Regions from separate parts of the Mus musculus genome. Here region 2 is linked to region 1. The links are chromatin contacts, called in public promoter capture Hi-C maps. All regions are on one chromosome and are shown on one strand. The core of a region is the stretch at or near the end of the contact, and the rest is flanking DNA. Distances in the headings are between cores, read along the strand shown. Region 1 has its middle 89 kb from the start of Larp4b. Region 2 overlaps Dip2c (disco interacting protein 2 homolog C).

Region 1 (4,806 bases), core at 457-2,956:
AGGGTCATTTCTTTGAACAGTACCCTGAGGGTGGTGGTTTTGGAGCCTTTAGGAGGCGGAGCTTCACTGGAGGAAGTAGGTTAAACTAGGAGCAGGCCTGGAGGTTTAAGCCTCCCTCCTTGTTCTCCGTCAGCTTCCTAACTGTTACCGGTATGACCGCTGCTTCCTGCTCCTGTGGCCGGGACTTCCCCGCCACCATGGACTGTATCGCCATTGAGCTTTAACTGGAGATCAACCCTCATGTTCCTAGCTTATGCTCTCGTTTCCAGGCAGCGTGGATTCCAGCCCAAGGAACAGTACTGCCCACATTTAGGACAATAACAATCGGTGCAGTCAATGCAGTCTAGAGACTTCCTTACAGACGCACCCAAAGCTCTCTCTCCTGGGTGGTTGTAGGTCCTGTCAAGTTGAAATAGAGATTTAATGGTATTCTTGACTAGACTAAGTAAACAAAATATTGTTTCCCATATATAGAGGATTGTCATGGTTAAGGAGCATGGGGTTCTAAAGTCCAGAGAGCCCCCTGATACCTGCAGTGTCTGCTCGTGCATCTGAGGTCAAGGAAAAAAATGGGTTAACGCCACCGAAAGCATCCACAAATTGTTTTTTAGAATCGGGGAAACCGGGTCTCACTCCTCTTAGACACACAAGGAGGTAGGTTCATCTCCAGTGGCAACCACAGAGTCCCTAAAGGGCCTGTGAGGGTAGGGACTCTTTCAGTGAAGCGCTCCCATGGGACAGAGGCCACCTTGATGACAAGGGATCGCCCAGCCAGAGTGGTCTGCAACACAGCCCCCAGCGTGGCATCTATGCTCACTGTCAGATGCACAGCAAAGCAAATGTCCTGCGTGTCAGATATGTGGTGATCACATGCTGCTCACACTGTTCCCTCGTGCTTTGGAAATTTCCGGAGTCAGCTCTGCCTCAGTGCCTCAGGACCTCTCCCTAACCTCAGGTCAGGACTCCAATAAACAGGCAGAGAGAGAGCAAAGGGCCCAGCCTCCCACTTCCTGCCTCCTTGACTATTTGCCCAGCCTAGGTCAGGTAGCCAAAGACCCATTTGTTGCTGTTTGTTAAGTTCAGCCAAAGCTTGTAATGAGGCTCAGTAGGGTTAAACTCTGTACTGTGATATAAACAGCACGAGCCCTGTGTACAAGTGTGCTCATCCCAGTAAAACATAGAAAATGCTGGTGAAATTAATGTCAAAAGACCTTATTTGATTTGGCAGGCTGAAATACAGCGATTCCAACATGCATTGGTATAAAACAGGTCCCGTTTTTTTTCTTAATGTTGCTGGGTTTTGTTTATTTAGTTGGTTGGTTGGGTGTTTTGTTTTTTGTTTTTGTTTGTTTTTTGTTTGTTTTAAGACAAAGTCTCATGTATCCCAGACTGGCTTCTAACTCACTATGTAATTAAACATGACCTTGAACTTCAAATCTCCCTGCTTCCAGATCCTGAGTACTGCAATTATAGACTTGGAAGCTGTGTGTGGTCCTGGGGACTCAACCCAGGGCTTCATGAATGCTAGGCGAGCATGTTATACCACTGAGTTATACCCCTCCTACAGCACCAGCCCAGAACAGTTTTTATTCTTTTAATTTTTTTCTAACACTGAAAACGTTTGAAATCTCTGGTGTATATAGAAACTTAAAGGACTTGATTTCTAAAGGTCCGCGTCCTGACGATGCAGTGTAGGACTCACCACCACACGGGGGTGCTCGATCCTCACCCTAAAGCACTCGAGGGAAGTCCCTTTGTTTGCAGCAAGAGAAGGTAGGAGGATCTCTTTTGTACTCTTGTTTAAAAGGCAAAGACACCGAGCTTGGTCTTGAGACAGCTTCATCCTTTTCCTCCTGGTGCTTGTAGAAGAAATTTGGCGAGAGTTCTTCAGAGACTGCCGGAGACCCTACTGCTCATGGATGTGAATATTTAGATAGATTAGATAGACAGACAGATAGATATAGACAGACAGACGGGTAGGTAGGTAGGTAGGATATATACACAAATATGTGATATATTTACATATATGTGATTTGTTCTTATTTTTAAGTTGAAAACATATCGTTTCATGCAATCTATTCAGACGACAGGTTTTCCCTCTGTCATTTTCTCCTCGGCTCTTCCCACCTTCGGGTGGCTTGGCCCTGGTCTTCTAAAGCCATTTCTCCTTTTTTTCAGGGCTACCCTGATGCCCAACTCATCTGCTCACACATCTTTCTTTCTCCCTTTAGAAAGCAAACAACAAACAAGCCTGATGGTGGTGGCCTTTAATCCCAGCACTCAGGAGGCAGAGGCAGGTGAATTTCTGAGTTCAAGGCCAGTCTTGTCCAGAACAGTCAGGACTACAAAGAGAAACCCCTGTCTTCATAAACAACAAACAAACAAACAAACAAAAGCCAAGAAACACAAACCCCATAAAAAAAACACAAAATTGGAAATCATAATAAACGAGCAAAAGACTAGTAAAAAAAAAGAAAGAGAGAAAGAGAAAGTGAGAGAGAGAAAGGAAGGAAGGAAGGAAAAGAAAGAAAGAAAGAAAGAAAGAAAGAGAAAAGAGAAAAGAGAAAAGAAAAGAAAAGAAAAAAGAAAAGAGAGAAAGAGGGGCTGGAGAGATGGCTCAGCAGTTAAGAGCACTGACTGCTCTTCCAGGGGTCCTGAGTTCAATTCACAGCAAACACATGGTGGCTCATAACTATCTGTAATGGGATCTGATGCCTTTTTCTGTTATGTCTGAAGACAGCGACACTGTACTCATATTCATAAAGTAAATAAATAAATCTTTAAAAAAGAGAGAGGAAGGAAGGAAGGAAGGAAGGAAGGAAGGAAGGAAGGAAGGAAGGAAGGAAAGAAGGAAAGAAGGAAAGAAGGAAGGAAGAAGAAATCCAAACAAAGAATATGGGGGCAGGGGGGACCAACCAACCAAAAACTCTACAAAGATACCATTGAGTTTGTTTTGTGTTGGCCTTGGCATGGGGTGTGTATGCCCAGTGAGATGCAGTTGGAGCAAACAAATCTTTCCTTTGCAAATTATTGTCAGTTTGAGATCGCTTCTTGGTTATGGGTGGGAGCACATGCCTGTTTTCCCCTCAGCCCTGGTGTCCTATCTAGCTGACGCAGTCTGTGAGTTCTTGTGTGCTTCAGTCCTGTTGTGTCTGGAACTGCCCCAGGCATGGGGTTCCATCCCATGGCATGAGCCTTCAGTACAGTCAGATACTGAGTGATCAGTTATTCTCACATATTTTTTTTTTCTACTATTACACATATCACAGGCAGGTCACTGCCTCAGATGACAGGGTTTGTAGCTGGGTTGGTGTTTAGCTCTCTTCTCTGGTAGTGTGCAGAGCACCTTCCAGTACTGTGAACACCAGTTAGTAGGGATGTAAACTCTAGTTGGGTGCCAGCTCGACTTCCCCATGGTCACTGAGAAATATATTGCAGTCTTCAGCAATAAGGCTTACTGTCACTTTGTAATTCTATATGGTATAGAAATGTATCATTCTTGCTGTGCCTATGTCGCGCCCGGCAAGGAAGCCACAACACGGTCAGATTCGTCTCAACAGCCTTTATTGCAGGATCGCCTCGATGCTGCTACGGGGACTCCGGGCACCCAGGGAGGTCTGCTTATATGCACCCGAGCACAGGGAAAGGCTTCATGTCCTCCTGGGATAGGTTGAACTGCTGTCACCTAATTAGCATGTACCCGCTCGGGAGGGGTTGGCGCCAGACTCGGGCTTACACCTGCACTGATGTTGTTTATGACAACGGCATACCGGAAACCGGTGCCATCTTAGAGTTGGCTTCCTACACCTATGGGTGGTTTGGCCCTGGTATTCTAAAGCCATTTCTCCTTTCTTTCAAGGCTACCTTGATGCCCAGCTCTGCTCAGATCCGAGTAGGACTCTACCCGCAACGGCCACTCCCCTCACTGGAGTAGCATTTATACAAGAGATGCCTGTACATTCGCTGACAAGAAACCCAGGACCTGTTGCTTTGAACTAAGTGTGGGATGGGTTGTTGAGTTGGGAAGGAGGGGACCTGACCTCAGCAGCTTCATGGCACGTTGTCAGGGCCCAGGGGCCACAGCTGTGCACCTGAGAACAAAGCCGGCAACTTCCTCCAAACAGGGTGAGTGCTCTGCAGGTCATAGCTGCACCCGGGCCTTTGGCCTTTTGCCCAGACCCGAATCACCTGGAGTTTCATCCGAAGGCCTCTGCTGAGCTGACTTTGAGAAGTAAAGACACTATTGTTCAATATGGCAAGGTGGTATCCCATCAAATCTGTTCTGATGCCTGCACCTATGATGAGCACACACACACACACACACACACACAGAGGCTAGCATATGCAGGGCTGGGCAGAGAGCTGTGTGTACCCTCAAGGCACCCATTTCCAGGGCCAGCAGCTTTTCCCAAATCCAGATCTGCCTGTGACTCAGTGTATCAATCTCCAGGGGACACTTTACACTATTGGGTGTTGGGCCCACTATCAAGGGGTTTTGACCCTATTGGTTCTGATGGGGCCACATTTACATGTCCCAGAAGTACAGCAGCAGAGGACATTCCTCACCTGCCTGTGTCTGACACCACCAGCAGCATTCCAGGGTCCAGGGTCCTCCAGGCTTCCTGAGGTAACTCAGTACGTCTCAAAGTAGAGCTGATGCATCATCCATCAGACACAGTAAGGCTGCCGACACAAGTCAGGCTGGGCTCGGCCAGATCAGGAACCCGAGAAGACCCGTCCACTGGGATATGTTCCGACCCCAGGAAAGACATTTCTCCATGGCTTTATGAGTCGGTGACTATCTCT
Region 2 (4,901 bases), core at 1,165-3,664, 210 kb after region 1:
AAGTAGAACGAGGAAGTGCAGAAGCTGTTGAGTAGATAATTTCTAGGCTGGTGTGCCAGTTATTTTTCTGTTGCTGAGGTGATATATCATAGGGAAAACAATTTATAAAAAGTGTTTAATTTGGCTTAAGGTTTCAAAGGGTTAGAGTCCATGATGGGGTTCAGAGGCAGTGACTAAAAAGCTGAGAGCTCATGTCTTGATCTACAATCATAAGGATGAGAATGCACATGTAAATGAGCACTGGGATTAGCACAAGTCTTTTGAAACCTCAAAGCCTTCCCTCAACACCTCCTCCAACAAGGCTACGCCTCTAATCTTTCCCAGTCCGTCCCACCAAATGGGGACTAAATATTGAACTATATGAGCCTATGGGGTCATTCTTATCCAAACCACCACAGCTAGTGTGCATGCCCATGTGTGTGTAATGCTTGTCTTATCCCTGTGTTTCAATATATGTGTGCTTGAGTGTTTCTAGAGGACTCTCCCATGCTTGCTGTAACATTGACCAGCAAATGAACAAAAAAGCTGAATCTTGTTAAATAAAAGCACCCCAATATTGGTGTCTTATAGTTAAACCCATCTTGTCTACATCTATGCTGCTTACAAAAAGGGTAGTAGTCTTACAACTGTGATGACTGACAGTTTTCTCCTACAGCCCTGAGATGCAACAGAGCATCACGGGTGTGTTCTTTGTCAGCCTGTGGTATATTTGAGGGTCTGAAATGCAAGCATTCATGTGCACATGTGAGCAGGTGGGTGCTTGTGCATATGTGCATCTATATGCAAGGGTCCTTCTGCCATATTGGCTGAGACATTGAAGCCACCACACAGAGAGAAGTGACTCTTTAGCCATTTGAAGATAAAGAAGGGTTCAGGTGGATGCAGCCTTTGCCTTTGTGAGTACACTGATGATTCTGGGGTGGATGGTACTTCTTTGTGCAAAAGGGACCTAGAATGCATGGGGAGGAAATGCTGAGTTACCAACTTGGGTCGGGGTGGAAGGGTGGTCTCTAAATGAATGTATTATTTTTCTACCTTCTAAGAGTCGCTCTGCCTGACACCCACCCCCTCTGTCTGATTAGTACTCTCTGCTTATTCCACCGAAAGAAAAACTGGTTAGGTTGCAGGCTTGGAGATTATTTGGAACCTGTCATATGACAGGTAGAGATGTTCCTGACCACCCTAAACATTTCAAAAAGGGAATACTTTAACGTAATTTTTTCTTTTAGAGATGATCATAACTGTCCTATCTTATTCTGTCTGAATAGTTGATCTTGGTTGGTAACTAGGTGGGTGTATAGTTGTTGGGAAGCATCTGCAAGCAGGTACAGTACCAATAGTAACCACTATGGGTGCTGTGGCAACATATCTTTCTCATTTACTGAGATATGCTAGGCAGTAACCAACCCAGGCCTGGTATCCTAGACTTTATCCCAAAGCAGCTTCATATTGCTTGTCCTCTCAAGGCTGTGTTCTTCTTGTCTTAGAGCAGGAAAAACTAAACTGTGTAGCTTTTGCAGAAGGTCAGCTATCTGTGGACATGAGTGTGGGCTTTGTAGATGTGTGTGTTGTATGTTTGTGTTCTCTCTCTCTCACTCACTCACTCACACACACACACACACACACACACACACACACACTCACTCACTTGTTACCATGATGTCTTGAAAACTCAGAGTATTGTGCTGGCAGCGTTTTTGTAATTATTGTGGTGATGATATAGTAGGAGTGAGTTCATTTACCAAGGGGCTGACTGTGGATCAGCAGTGAGCTGTTTTCCATACATGTACCCAGCATCTTGTATGGAGAAGCCCATAGAAATAGATGTTACCCTCATTTACTTACTTAGAAAGTGAGGTTAGGGAGAAACTTACAAACAAGTCAAAGACCACCCAATAAAGCAGTGGACCAGCTAGGTCTCATCCATGCCTCTTTTGCTGTCTACTACATGCTTTTGAGCCACAGTCCTGTCTAACTTCTTGTGAAGTTGTGTGTACACTAAAATTCAAGTGTTTAAAATCACTGGTAAATTTACCACTTAAGGGGATGTAAATAAATCTTTTTTAAAAAGTATCATTTTTAAAAGTAACATCATACGGAATAAATTGCCTTTCATTTAAGTACTGAATAAGCACTTGGCAGTAATTTATTCTCGTAAACTTTTCCTTTGTTATCCCTCAGTAGATACTGTGGAAATACTTGTAATGCTAATGATGAAGCCCTTTTCCTCACTTGGAGTACTTGCCTGTAAATTGACCCTGCAACCCCATACGGTTGAAACCAGATTCCTTAATTAACCTTAACATGAGTGATCAGAGAAATCATTAATTAATGCATGCGATTACATTCTTGGCACATGGATACTGTTCTAAGAAAGAGGAAGTTGTTTAACTTGTTTTAATATGAATGAGAGTGATTAGCTTATCCAAGGTCAGATGAGTCACTGGGAAGAAGATGGTATTTGAAAGGCTAAGCTGAGCACAGCCACAAGATTTTTCTGGTTTAAAACAAAAGGTGTTGAGATGATGAGGGTGGATGGAGTATAAACAAAAGGGCCTGCGTCATAAAAGAGGATATAAAGCCCCTCCCCTCCTTCCAACCCTGTGTGTGTGTGTGTGTGTGTGTGTGTGTGTGTGTGTGTGTGGTGTGCGATTGAAAGTATGTATTAGGGCTCTCTAGGAATAAAGAGTGATAAAATGAGAAAAATCTCTCTCTCTCTCTGTCTCTGTCTCTGTCTCTGTCTCTCTGTCTCTCTCTCACACACACACCCATAAGATGTATTAGAGTGATTTATAGGTTGTCATCCAGCTAAATCCAACAATGACTGCCAATTGATAAGAAAGGGCAGAACATCTGGTGGTAGTTCAGTCCACAAGGATGGGATATCCTGGCTGGCTTTCAGTGTTGGAATCCTAAAGAAGTAGGTTCTAGCTGGGCAGTGGTGGCACACGCCTTTAATCCCAGCACTCGGGAGGCAGAGGCAGGCGGATTTCAGAGTTCGAGGCCAGCCTGGTCTACAGAGTGAGTTCCAGGACAGCCTGGGCTACACGGAGAAACCCTGTCTTGAAAAACCAAAAAACCAAAACCAACAAAACAATAACAACAAAAAAGGAGGTTCTAATACTAGTAAAGGAATGCTCTGGTAATAGATGAGCTTGGCAGAGTGTGAGGGCCAGGAGGAAAGGGCAAAGCTTTTTTTCTTCCATGTCCTTTTGTGTAGACTGCCACCAAAAGATGTGGCCCAGATTTACGGTGGGTCTTCTTACTTCAAATGATACAATCAAGAAAATCCTTCCCAGGCATGTCCAGATGCTTGGATTTTAGTTGACTCCACTGCTGTCAATTTAGGATTACTAAGATTAGCTCTCCCAGGTGCAAAGCTCAATCCTCCGTGGCTTTAGAGTGGTCACTCTAACTGTATAGATGTTCACTAAGATGTGCAGTTTGTCACTTGGAAATGTTTGAGTGTCTACTTTAATCTAGCTTTGTGTATTTTATTTGTGAACTTGTTCCAACAAAGTGATTAAATTTAATAAAGGAATGAAACTTAGTGATTTAGCAAAAGAAAAAAATTTAAGAGGAGGAGTTTGACTAGTTGTTACAAAAATAACTCATTTATTTAATGTAAATATTAAATCACTTCTTCCAAATTGTCATCTTTGGAATTGGCAAACTTTGTGTTTTGCCTCTCCTGAAGTCCTGGCTGTGGTGTCTCCTTGGGAAGCTGTTTTGGTTCCTCTTTCCCTCTCTGCAGGGTACTTCTTTCCCTGGGTTTTACTTACCCCTAACATGTAACAAAGGATGATTTTCTTCCCATGGCAGATGGTTTCCTGATAACACAAGGAGCTTGGTGACTGGACTGGCTGGCATACAGTTTCTCAAGACTCTTTGATCACACTGTTTCTCTGGAGAGGCAATGGCCATTGTTAGTCTGGAAAGCTGATAATTAGTGTATCCCCAGAGCATGAAAAGCATTTACAGAAAACACTTTGGTTTTCATGAGGAAATAGTGTTTATAGAAGTACTTTGGCTGTAACTGTTCTTTATTGGTGGTGGTCTGAGTTCATTTAGCATGGCAAAGTTATCTTTTAGAGGAAATATGCTTGAATATTTCTCTGTTGCATATTGGTGTGGAAATAATAGTGGCCAAATAATTTTGTAAACCATCTTGTTTCATAGTGCTGGAGTCAGAACATGGTAGGTTACACATTATTGTACATTTTACCACACAATAGAAGGCATTTATATGTATGTGGGTTTCTGTCTTTGTGTATAGTTTGTTTTGTCACCTCGACACAAATTAGAGTTACCTGTGAGGAGGGAACCTCAATTGAGTAAAATTTTGTGTCAGATTCACCCACATGCATGCTGATGAGTTTTCTTAATTGTTGATTAATAGAGGTGGGACCAGTCTGGGTTGTATACAGAAGGCAGCTGTGAGCAGAATGCCAGTGAATTTAGAGTGATTATATTTTATTAAAGAGAAATTTTAGGATGCTTAAGACTTTTCTTAGCTCCTTGATGTTACTACAGAATCTGGTGTCATTTTATTAAAAAACGACAAATCAGCATGTGGTTTTGTGAATAATTTCTGAATGAAGCTCAGTTTAGAAATGTGGTGTTCTTCCTGATTTTAGTTACAGAACATCTTTCTTTAGTCTTTCTTTAGTTCTTGCTTCAGTTTCTGCCCTTAGTGATGGACTAGACTATAATCTGTAAGTTACAGTAAAAACTTCCTGCCCCAGTTCGGTTTGCTCATGGTGTTGTCACAGCATCAGAAAGGAAACCAAGACTGTATCTTTAGTCAGTTTTTCTGTCCATCCATCCTTCTGTCCATCCATCTATCCTATTGTTGGGAATTGAATTGAATTCAGAACCTTGAACAGCTGGAAAAGCAGTCC

What was found. Promoter capture Hi-C pulls out the DNA fragments that hold promoters and counts their contacts.
Region 2: a contact with region 1 is called in a promoter capture Hi-C map of neural stem cells. The contact joins two enhancer-like sites. A contact is called at or near these places in 1 of 39 promoter capture datasets (neural stem cells), 8 of 484 Hi-C or Micro-C datasets (CD4 T cells, embryonic stem cells, granulosa cells and 4 more), 3 of 115 datasets of contacts at active chromatin or transcription factors (bone marrow-derived macrophages, embryonic stem cells and kidney) and 1 of 9 other capture datasets (embryonic stem cells).

What each region holds. Positions count from the first base shown.
Region 1 is chr13:9,180,350-9,185,155 of GRCm38.p6, forward strand. No RefSeq gene overlaps it. Among named protein-coding and RNA genes, the nearest start is that of Larp4b, 89 kb to the left of the region's middle. Within about 2 kb of position 1,707, at least 30 of the 459 cell types and tissues checked have an H3K27ac peak or open chromatin away from gene starts, as enhancers often do. A contact at or near this core is called in granulosa cells and neural stem cells, where this site is marked.
Region 2 is chr13:9,388,182-9,393,082 of GRCm38.p6, forward strand. The region is part of intron 1 of Dip2c (disco interacting protein 2 homolog C); the gene reads left to right. Among named protein-coding and RNA genes, the nearest start is that of Dip2c, 110 kb to the left of the region's middle. Within about 2 kb of position 2,415, at least 10 of the 459 cell types and tissues checked have an H3K27ac peak or open chromatin away from gene starts, as enhancers often do. A contact at or near this core is called in granulosa cells and neural stem cells, where this site is marked.